Regions from separate parts of the Rattus norvegicus genome. Here region 1 is linked to region 2. The links are chromatin contacts, called in public Hi-C maps. All regions are on one chromosome and are shown on one strand. The core of a region is the stretch at or near the end of the contact, and the rest is flanking DNA. Distances in the headings are between cores, read along the strand shown. Region 1 overlaps Ptger3 (prostaglandin E receptor 3). Region 2 holds the start of Ptger3 (prostaglandin E receptor 3).

What was found. A called contact is a pair of places that touch in the nucleus more often than the background predicts.
Region 1: a Hi-C map of kidney shows a contact between it and region 2, with 4 times the contacts expected there. The contact joins the enhancer-like site here to the promoter of Ptger3 in region 2. A contact is called at or near these places in 4 of 12 Hi-C or Micro-C datasets (the A7r5 cell line, the Rat2 cell line, kidney and 1 more).

Annotation. Positions count from the first base shown.
Region 1 is chr2:249,323,270-249,328,412 of GRCr8, forward strand. All of the region lies in intron 2 of Ptger3 (prostaglandin E receptor 3), which reads left to right. Among named protein-coding and RNA genes, the nearest start is that of Ptger3, 61 kb to the left of the region's middle. Within about 2 kb of position 2,077, at least 4 of the 93 cell types and tissues checked have an H3K27ac peak or open chromatin away from gene starts, as enhancers often do. A contact at or near this core is called in kidney and liver, where this site is marked.
Region 2 is chr2:249,261,884-249,266,945 of GRCr8, forward strand. It overlaps Ptger3 (prostaglandin E receptor 3), which reads left to right and starts at 3,199. Exons shown (of 3, transcript NM_012704.1): 1 at 3,199-4,111. The coding sequence starts at 3,284.

The DNA.
Region 1 (5,143 bases), core at 827-3,326, 60 kb after region 2:
ATTTGAAGGGCAATTTGATGTTAGGTCTGTTTAGCAGAATAATAATACTGATTCATCCCTGGGGCCTGTGAGCTCCTGAGAAATGGGTTCTTGGGCAGATTTACAGTTTCTGCAGAGAGGGCCTTAAATCTGTTCAGAATGTATTTGTTTACTCCCATGATATTTGTGCACCCCTGGGCACATCTTGCCAGGGAAGTCATTGTTTTAGCTACAGGGTGCACATCTGTAAAAAGTTGCTGCTGATTTTCCCCAGCAGCATTTATAGCATTGGGTACGGAAGCTATGAAGCCTGGTTCTTGACTATATAAGCAGTGCAATTGGGCAGGTGTCTGCTCCTGTCTATAAGTTAGAGATGAGAATAGATATATTTCCCCAGGTATCCAAAGGAAATGAGATAATATTTGTAGGGTGCACAGTAAGACCCTGATCCCTTACGACCAACATTCACACTAAATAACACCAATGCACCTGTAGACATGCCTTCATGGTAATTTCAGGAGTGATATTAGTAAATTGTGGCCTATGATAATAGCAAAATAGCAATATGCTAATCACTTATGGTCACAGAACTCATAGTTATTGAGTCATTTAGACATCTGCAATTTTGTTTTATCAGAACAATTTTTACAGAGAAATAAATTAAAAGGAGGGGTAATATATCAACCCGCTGAATGTACTATAAATATATAAAAGTGTTACTTGCCTATTAAAATAAATAGGCTATAAAGGAAAGTAACACTGAGAGCAGTGTTTGAGTCAGAATCTGCTCAGACACCCTCTCCCCATTTGTCTCTTCCCACTAAGCCCTCGTTTTCTCATTTGGAAAGCAAAGACTGTAGTTCCCCCAAAAGCCTTTGGTATGTCCACTATGCCCCAAACTGAACTGTTTTACTTTATCCAAAGCTAGCAGGAGTTAGGCTTAATCTCCTGTTCCTGGTGTCCAGAAGCTAGGGTCTCAGCCTCTCTGGAATGCTGGCAAACTGGATGTTCACAGCTCAGTTTCAAGTTCCTTAGTTTACATGTTCCCCTTAACTGGAGACTTCCTCCTTTTTCATGAAGTCCTTAGACTTCAATGCTTAGACTGCTAGCTTTTTCCTTCAGCCGAATTCAGAGTCAGTGGCTCTCCCCTCCGTGCTCAGTTACATCTGTGATGGTTTCTTACTACTCCCGCGTGTACTCCACCGCTGGACCTGCCTCTCACCCACCTCCCTCTAACCTCTCAAATAACGAACCACACCTTTAAGTTTGGTGGTCTGACCTGGCTTGTTTCCTCTCCTCCCCACAACCCCAGCTATATTCATGAAGGCTGTAAAGTAGAAGAAATTCTTAGCATCTGTAGAAAAATTCACTGAATAAAAGAACACTGTTACACATCAATAAGTACACGAGTATCTGGGGAGTCTGGCAGAAAAAATAATAGAGTTCACAAAGTTACTATAGTACTAGGAAGGGTCCTGTTCCAGTTCAGCAAGTAGTGACTCCACATGGCGTGGCTGTATCCCAGAACTTTTTAAAGTCCTGCTCACAGCATCATCAGTGACAGAAGTTTAGATCGAATGCATTCAGCTCACTGAGCACAGCCGTGCTCACACCCTCACGTCACATTTCAGAGGTAAGGTGAGGGGAGAACGTTCCTGTCCAGACTGTGTGTTCCTAAAAGAGCCTTAGCTGGGAAGCAGATAGCTGAGAGGAGCGCACCCAGACCAGAAGACAGGGGCGGCTGTGGCGAGCGAGCCGGAGCCTTGGCTTCATTCACACTGTCCACTGAGCCCTGGACTCGATACCCCTACGCCTCACCCACTCAGTGGTCCAGGTGTGAAGTCGGAGGCTGAGAAATCATTTCCCTTCCTGGAACCTTTTATGAAACCACCCGCGTGGCAAGGCTGAGATAGGCAGACACTTCCGGGGTATTTCCTGTTTCCATTCATAGTGACTCCCGGTCTTAGTCCTTTATTCACAGATCCAGTTCATACTGGGCTTCATTCTTTCTCCCTCTTATTGCTCTGCAGAGCATACAGGCTGCAAAGCCCGGAAGCCACCTGAACAGGCCTTCTAGTTCTCAGAGCCACAGGTCTTCCTGTACTCCTTACCTTTGACCGTTCATAGGTGCTGAGTCACAGACACATGACTGCTGCCGTAGCCTAACTGCACAAAATGTGGATTCTTCAAAAAACAGGTATAACACAGGAGTCGCCTGGCTCTTCAACCACCACGTAGTCTTCAACATCCTCTGCCGACACATTACTTTATATAGCAGACATCCTTTGTCCCTGACAGATGGTGAGGGGAGGTTAACAGGAGAAAGACAAAGGTACAGTAATGATACCAGAAACCAAGCAAATTCAAGATGTTTGTTCTACTATGAAGAAAGGAAGAGTGAAATTCTTAAAGAATATCTGGTTTGGGGGAAGAAAAAGTATATTCAGAGCTAAGATTCACATTCAGTGTTAGGAGAGGAAAAGATTTAATTATAGGGGACCTCTTATATGCCTTTGCTAATAGAATAAGCAAAGCTAATCCACTATACAGGGTGAACTTTTAAATTATTCCTTCAGTATCTGAGTTCTAACAAGAAACTGGTGAAAAAATGAAGCAAGTTCCTTCGCTTATGGAAGGCTCTCCTCTTTTCTGGTTTCTACTGGACTACAGTATGGAGAAGAGGGCATACTTTGAGACCTTGCAGTAAGGTGTGTCCATAGATTTCTGCAGCCAGATGGGCAATAGAGATCCCCAAGTCAAGGAGAGGGGCGCGCGTGTGTATGTGTGTGTGTGTGTGTGTGTGTGTGTGTGTGTGTGTGTGTGTACACATGCATGTGCACCTTGGTGTCTGTATATGTGTCTATATGCATCTGTGTGTCTCTTTGTGTATGTTCACTTGACTATGTGTATCTGTATATGTGCCTCTGTATGTCTGTGTGAATACCTATGTGCCTTTGCATATATATGCCTGTGTGTGCATGTGTGTGTCTGTATGTATCTCTGTGTGTGCCCGTGTATGTGTCTGTGTTTGCTTGTCTGTGTATGTATCTTTATGTATATGAGTGGGTAGATAGAGGGTGTTAAGGACAGTTTAAGTCAGGTGGCTGTCATGATTAAAGTAATCACAAGGCAGTTGGAAGGGAGCCCCGGAAATCAACCGGAGTTCTCTATCATAGACTGCAATAGACTGCAATGTTCTATTTCTCTTTGAGACAGATTTTTTTTCATACCTTCACTGTCTGTGGAGGGGAAATCACATCGTATTTTATTCTGCTACATTTTATTTGCTATCCTGCAAACTCTTCAGGGATAAAGATATATGTTCTCATCAGCTCTCTGTTGACTATCTGTGGATGGGGCCCATGAATGTTGATTTCAGTAATCCAGGTCCATTCACTAGCAACAGAAGGTCCTTCAATGCTTTGTAGGCCTACAGCATTCTAATGCCAGTTCATAATTATTCAGTGCTACAAAATGAATGCTGTCCTGTGAGATGCCTGGGCGTTTGATTCTGGGTTGTAGGAAATGTGTTATGTCTCACTTTTAGATTTCAATCATTGTCACATATTTCAGTCAAGTAGTTTTTTTTCTAAATTAGCTAATAATTTTTCATTGTTTAAAAAAGATAATTATATTAGCCAGCTGCTCATTGCCAATGATAATTTTACAGTCTAAAATAGGGTCCAACACACACTATTCTTAAAACTCACAATTCTATAAGCAAAACTTCTCTACAGATTTATAAAAGTAAGAGTAGAAAGAAAAGAATGGCTGAAAGGATATATTTCCCTGATATGTAAATAAATGCTGTGCAGGTGGCCCAGGGCTGAGCTGGCCATCCCTTCTCATTCCTTGCCTCATGGTTCAATACAACTGAGTGAGTGTCAGCCATCAGTCTACTTTCTGCTGGGGAAGAGGAAGTAAAGAAAAGTGTACATCTCCTTCTTAAGACTATACAGAAGTCTCATTTCTTCTGCTTACATACGATTGTCCAGAATTTCATCACATGGCTACCTCTAACAGAGAGAGCAGGGAATGCAATGTATTAGTTGGTATCTAGCTAGTAATGTGCTCTTATACAAGGAAGGGGAGAGTGCCTGCTAGGGGCCACAAACCTTACGTACTGTGCTGGGGTTGAGTGACCTTGTGATGTCTGTTCTCTGTGTGAGTTATTTGGTGTCAGGGAATCTATTCACATCCCATCTGAGTTATAGTTATTGTGACTTTCAGAGTAAGAAATGCCAGGCAAGGGGCTGGAGAGATGGATCAGTGGTTAAGAGCACTGGGTGCTATTCCAAAGGGCCCAGGTTCAATTCTCAGCACCCACATGGCAGCTCACAACTGTCTGTAACTCCAGTTCTGATGGATCTGACACCCTCACACTGATGCACATAAAAACACTTAAATAAATTATTTTTTTTAAAAAGAAATGCCAAGCAATAATGATTTACTGCATTGTTTTGTATTTAAAACTGAGATGTCTCTTTTCTGACTAAGACTCTAGATATCCATGCTGGAGCTGATGTTGTGTTAGCCACATTTTTGGCTGATCCTATTACCCTAGAGAAATGTGGGTATACTGAGTTTAGATTCATCCTAATCCTTCAACTCATAGGATATATACTGCATAGTGGTCATTTTAAATCATGTACAATTTACAGCAATTTCATTGTTCTTGAGTCAAGATCTTTTCACTGCCTGGACAGCATCTTATACAAGAGCTGGCTGAGTTGACCTTCACCGTAAGGCTGAAGTATTTGTCTCACCCATAAAGGAGAGCATCTGATGGGACCCACATGTGGTCCCGAGTGGGGACAACTTAACCTGGTTGTTGAATGGCTGTGGGTGCTTATGATGCACAGTGGGGGCCATGGTGAGTCACTTTGGTCCAGATGTTTTGCAGACAGCAGTCACCTGCACAAGGACTTGATACACACCCTCATCCTCCAACCCCTAGCCAGCATACAGAAGTGCAGAGGCATTGAACAAACCTGCTCTGACCTAGAGATGACGAGGACTGATTTATCATGAGATCCATGGCTTGCACACATCACCACATCCACGGCAGTCTTTAATTTTCCTTGAGCTGCTCTGCTACTGACTGCTGATAAGTGAGAGCCTTCGGTTGTTTGCCTTTTGGTCTGAGCTGAATTTCCTGATCGGT
Region 2 (5,062 bases), core at 1,949-4,448:
AAGCATTCAAGAAGATTAAAAAACCAAAGAGGTTAATTTATAAAGGGAGAAGGGAAGCCTGGAACAGAGGAGTTGTTATTGGACTGAAGCTACTGCTGAACCTTGGTGAGCACACTCTGGGAAGCAAGGTTGAGGAAGTCACACACAGCCTTCCACATAAAAGGTGCTAGTTATTGCAATCAGGCTTGGAGAGACACACATTTAACAAGAGTCTCACACCTAGGCCCACGTTAGAGATGCAAAAGAGCCCATTCTAATCCATATCTCACAGCTGAACTCGGCCCAAAGTGTAGAGACCCCTCAGAAAAGAAACAAGTACTGAGCAGACAGAGATCATATAATTGTTGAATTGAATATGTCTACAGTACAGATGCGTCTAAAGGAGTGCCTACTCAACTGGCAATTCAGGACAGGACACAGCAGGAAACGGAATGAAGCACCCTTACCAGAGGGTGGTGCCATCACTGACTAACCAGCAAATTACAGAAGCACAGAGGAGGTCCATCTGCAGTGAACACAGAATAAAGCAGGCATGAGAGAGTGAAAGACTCAGAGATAGCAACAGACCTGTACTTCAGGAATTGTCCAGGAGGGCAGTCAAGTGTCCACAAAAAATTTCAACAATGTATAATTTTCACTAAGTTGTAGGAAATAAGTTTCACTAAGTTATAGAGCAAATCATTCTAGAAATACAAGACCTCTGAGATCCATCTCTTTCCCTCAGTGGGGCTTCTGAAAATCAAGAGTTTGACGTTGAAATATAAATCTGTTAAGTTTAGGGACTTCGATATGTTGCTTGGCATCTCTAAGACTAAGACAGTGTCTCATAGACCAGGAGCCCAGTGAGTGCTCACCGAATGACTGAAGACGAAGGATGAGAAAGAACCATAGGTTCTTACATGGCAACAGTGGATCTGAATCTGAGGCTATGTCCCTAGGGAAGTTTAATGTCTTAAATAAGTTCAAATGCATTAGTTAAAAATAAAAATGTGGTTGAATCTAAAAACAAGATACAGGTGAGATAGATTATTTGCTTATTGAAATTATTTTAGAATTTAAGGTGTGACAATATAAGCTTTGATGTTTTTGAAATATGAAAATATGCTCCTTTGATTTCAGCCTCCACTGGTTTATTGGTTAATCAGAGATGCAAGAACAGGGCTAAGCTCATTCCTATGTGGAAATGATTAATCTAGTAATCTAGATTTGTAATCCCAGCAATGGGGGCATGGATCCCTGAGGATCCCTGACTAGTTATTCCAGCCCAATTTGTGAACTCCAGGAAATGAGAAGGACCTTAGATGAGATGTCCTACAGTGGGGAGAGGGAACTTGTAGAGTTCACCTCCAGTAGAAAGACTGGCATCAAGTGGAGGGATGGGGTTGCCATTCCACAGTCAGAAACTCTGACCCAGAATTGTTCCTGTCTGAAAGAACTGCAGGTGAAAAATGGAGAAGAGGAAGTGATCAGCACACATTGGGATCCAGCTCAAGGGGAAGTTCCAAGGCCTGACACTATTACTGATACTGTGGTGTGCTTACAAACAGGAGCCTAGCATGACTACCCTCCAAAAGGCCCAACAAGCAGCAGCTGATATTTAAACCCAACCAATGGACAGAAGCTGGTAACCCTTGTGGTTGAATGAGGGAAAGCTGGAAGAAGCTTAGGAGGAGGTTGATCCTGTAGGAACAGATCTCTCAGACAATAAGCCACCAACCAGGCAGCTGAGGTCCCCAAAACATGTACAGCAGAGGACTGCCGGATCTTGATTCAGTGAGAGAAGATGCACTTATGCCTCGAAAAAGATTTGAGGCCCCCCGGGAGTGGGGAGGTCTGGTGGGGTAGGGGTTGGGGGTAGGGACATCCTTTTGGAGGAAACAAAACAAAACAAAACAAAACCAAACCAAAAAACTCTTTAATATAGAATAGTGCATGTTAGCCTTTTAGCCACTAGAGGGGAGTGTTGTTTCAGATGAACTAAGGCAGATAGCAAAGGAACCAACAGGAAATCAACCAGAAGAACCTACAAGTTACTTATTTGCAAGCTTAACAGCTAAAACGTAGATAACTCTGACTGGAAAATGCCTCAAGAAGGGAAGGGTTTCTGAAACTTTGTTAAGAGATTAACCATCTTTGTCAACACAAGTTCTCATGGTGGGCATTCTCAGTAAGCGTTAGGGCGCTGGGAAATGCTAGCCACTCAAAGGAAGACCTGATTTGGGATTCCCAACACCTGAGTAAAATAAAGCTGGCTGCTGGGCTGGGGTGTGCGAGGCCTTACCAGGCTGGTGGGAGTCACAGTGGAAGATACCCGATGCTGAAGTCTGACCTCAATGTAAATATGCTCAGACTCACACTCACATAACACACACACACACACACACACACACACACACACACACACACACACACTGGGGTAGAACATAGAGAGGGAGACAATAATGTAAATAAGTCAGTTAATAAATATACAATTCTTTGATATAACTAAGAATTTTTCTTTGATGTATGAATTCCAAAATGCTCTTAAAATTTAAATATATCATTACACTGGAATGCCTCAGTGAAAATGTGAATTTGATATGTGCTCTCACCTGTGTGCTTACTTGGTTTTGGTTTTGCACTTTTAAACTGACATTATCCTAGAAAAATACTTTACCAATATGAGTTTGGAATTAGTCCAAAGTAAATAAGGCAATAGTTTGAGGAAGACAAGACACAAGCTTATCTCTATTCTTTCCCAGCTGTGGGTATCTATCTATCTAAATTATATACTATATAGAAAAATATATAAAGTAAAAAATATATTTCCTAAATTATATATATATATATATATATATATATATATATATATATATATCAACTTCAATGATAGCCAAACATGAGAAGAAATCAGCATTGCGATTCACGCAGATACTAATATGTCAGATTTCGCCTATCATGTATCATGTAACATGTTACAGTATCATGTAACCCAAAGGCTGTTGAGCACTTTACAGAGTCCCAGAGTTGAAGAGGCAGCCTAGGGGGCGCGGCGCCAGGTAATCCCGGCTGACACCGCCCTTTGCCTGCCCACTCGCGGCACCGCCCCTCGAGCTCCAAGGCGCGGGAGGAGCCTCGCGCGGCGTCGGGCGACGCCTGTCCAGTCCCCGCAGCCTAGCGCGGGCGGCGGCGGGCGATGGAGAGCAGAGCCCCGGGCCCCGCCGTCCTCCAGCGCGCTCCGCTGCAACCCCGCAGCTGAGCCCAGAGGCTCCGGCCCTGTGCGCCCTACCGCGGCCCCGCCACTATGGCCGGCGTGTGGGCGCCGGAGCACTCGGTTGAAGCGCACAGCAACCAGTCAAGTGCTGCCGACGGCTGCGGCTCTGTGTCCGTGGCCTTCCCCATCACCATGATGGTCACTGGCTTCGTGGGCAACGCGCTGGCCATGTTGCTTGTGTCGCGCAGCTATAGACGCCGGGAGAGCAAACGCAAAAAGTCTTTCCTGCTGTGCATTGGCTGGCTGGCGCTCACCGACTTGGTGGGGCAGCTCCTGACCAGTCCGGTGGTCATCCTCGTGTACCTGTCGCAGCGACGCTGGGAGCAACTCGACCCATCGGGGCGCCTGTGCACCTTCTTCGGGCTGACCATGACAGTGTTCGGACTGTCCTCGCTCTTGGTGGCCAGCGCCATGGCCGTGGAGCGCGCCCTGGCTATCCGTGCGCCGCACTGGTATGCCAGCCACATGAAGACTCGCGCCACGCGCGCGGTACTGCTGGGTGTGTGGCTGTCTGTGCTCGCCTTCGCGCTGCTGCCTGTGCTGGGCGTGGGCCGCTACAGCGTGCAGTGGCCCGGCACGTGGTGCTTCATCAGCACCGGGCCGGCGGGCAACGAGACTGACTCTGCGCGGGAGCCGGGCAGCGTGGCCTTTGCCTCCGCCTTCGCCTGTCTAGGCTTGCTGGCTCTGGTGGTGACCTTTGCCTGCAACCTGGCGACCATCAAAGCCCTGGTGTCCCGCTGCCGGGCCAAAGCCGCCGCCTCGCAGTCCAGCGCCCAGTGGGGCCGGATCACCACGGAGACGGCCATCCAGCTTATGGGGATCATGTGTGTACTGTCCGTCTGCTGGTCGCCGCTATTGGTAAGTAGTTGGTACAGTGGGAACTTGTAGCGAGCGGTAAATGGAGGGAGACTTTCTGCTGCTCTTGCAGCCCAGGGTTGCAGCCTCCAGTCAAGTGCCTCAGCCGCTTGTGAAGCTTCCAAGAGCCAGTTGAGTCCGCCCTGGCTTGCCAGGCGCTTGTGAAGATTCGAACAGCCTGCGCACAGAGGTGAGCAGACGTTGCTCAAGCCAGTGCAGACTGACTTTGCCCTTTGTGTTTTGAATGGAGATGTGATGACAACTCAAGCCCAACTTGTGTTTTAGTTTTAATCCCGCTGAGACAGTTCGGTACCTGAGAGCCAGGCAAGTCTGCGCTCCTACACCTTCAGCCACACGGTTACCCCATCCTCTCCAGCGATTTCTTGGCACGCTGTCGCTCTGTGCCAGCGCTAAAGGTTCTCAGGTAGCTACTGTCTGCAGGGAGGGGCGGAAGGCAGAGTTGCTGCAGCCCCTAGGAAGCCGGTAGGTAGTGTGTACACCGAAGTGGAGGACTCTCCAATAACAAACCCCCCCACACACACACACAATAACACCATCACCTTTTGGTGAGTGGTCACTGGGGTCTTGTGCCCCACCCCCATCCTTATGGAGGGAATGTCAGATCTTTGCAATTCCAGGGACAGGAGGTAAGGGTTTCTTGGTCCTTGGTTCCCCCCATGCTATCCATCACAGAACTACCCAGAGGAAGCTGTGCTTCCGCATGCTCCCTATCCCCAACTCTCACATGGTGCTTTTGAGGTTTTCTTCTGTAGCACTTGTAGCTAGAAACTTCTGTGGATAAGTGTGGTTTGCTAATTCTTGAAGAATGGATGCTTACTTAGGACTCATAGAGCCTGGCTTAATGTGCAGAGCAGCATCCCCATAGTGCAGCACAGTTATCAACCATTACATAGTAGACTCGATCCTCTCCCTCTCCCTCTCCCTCTCCCTCTC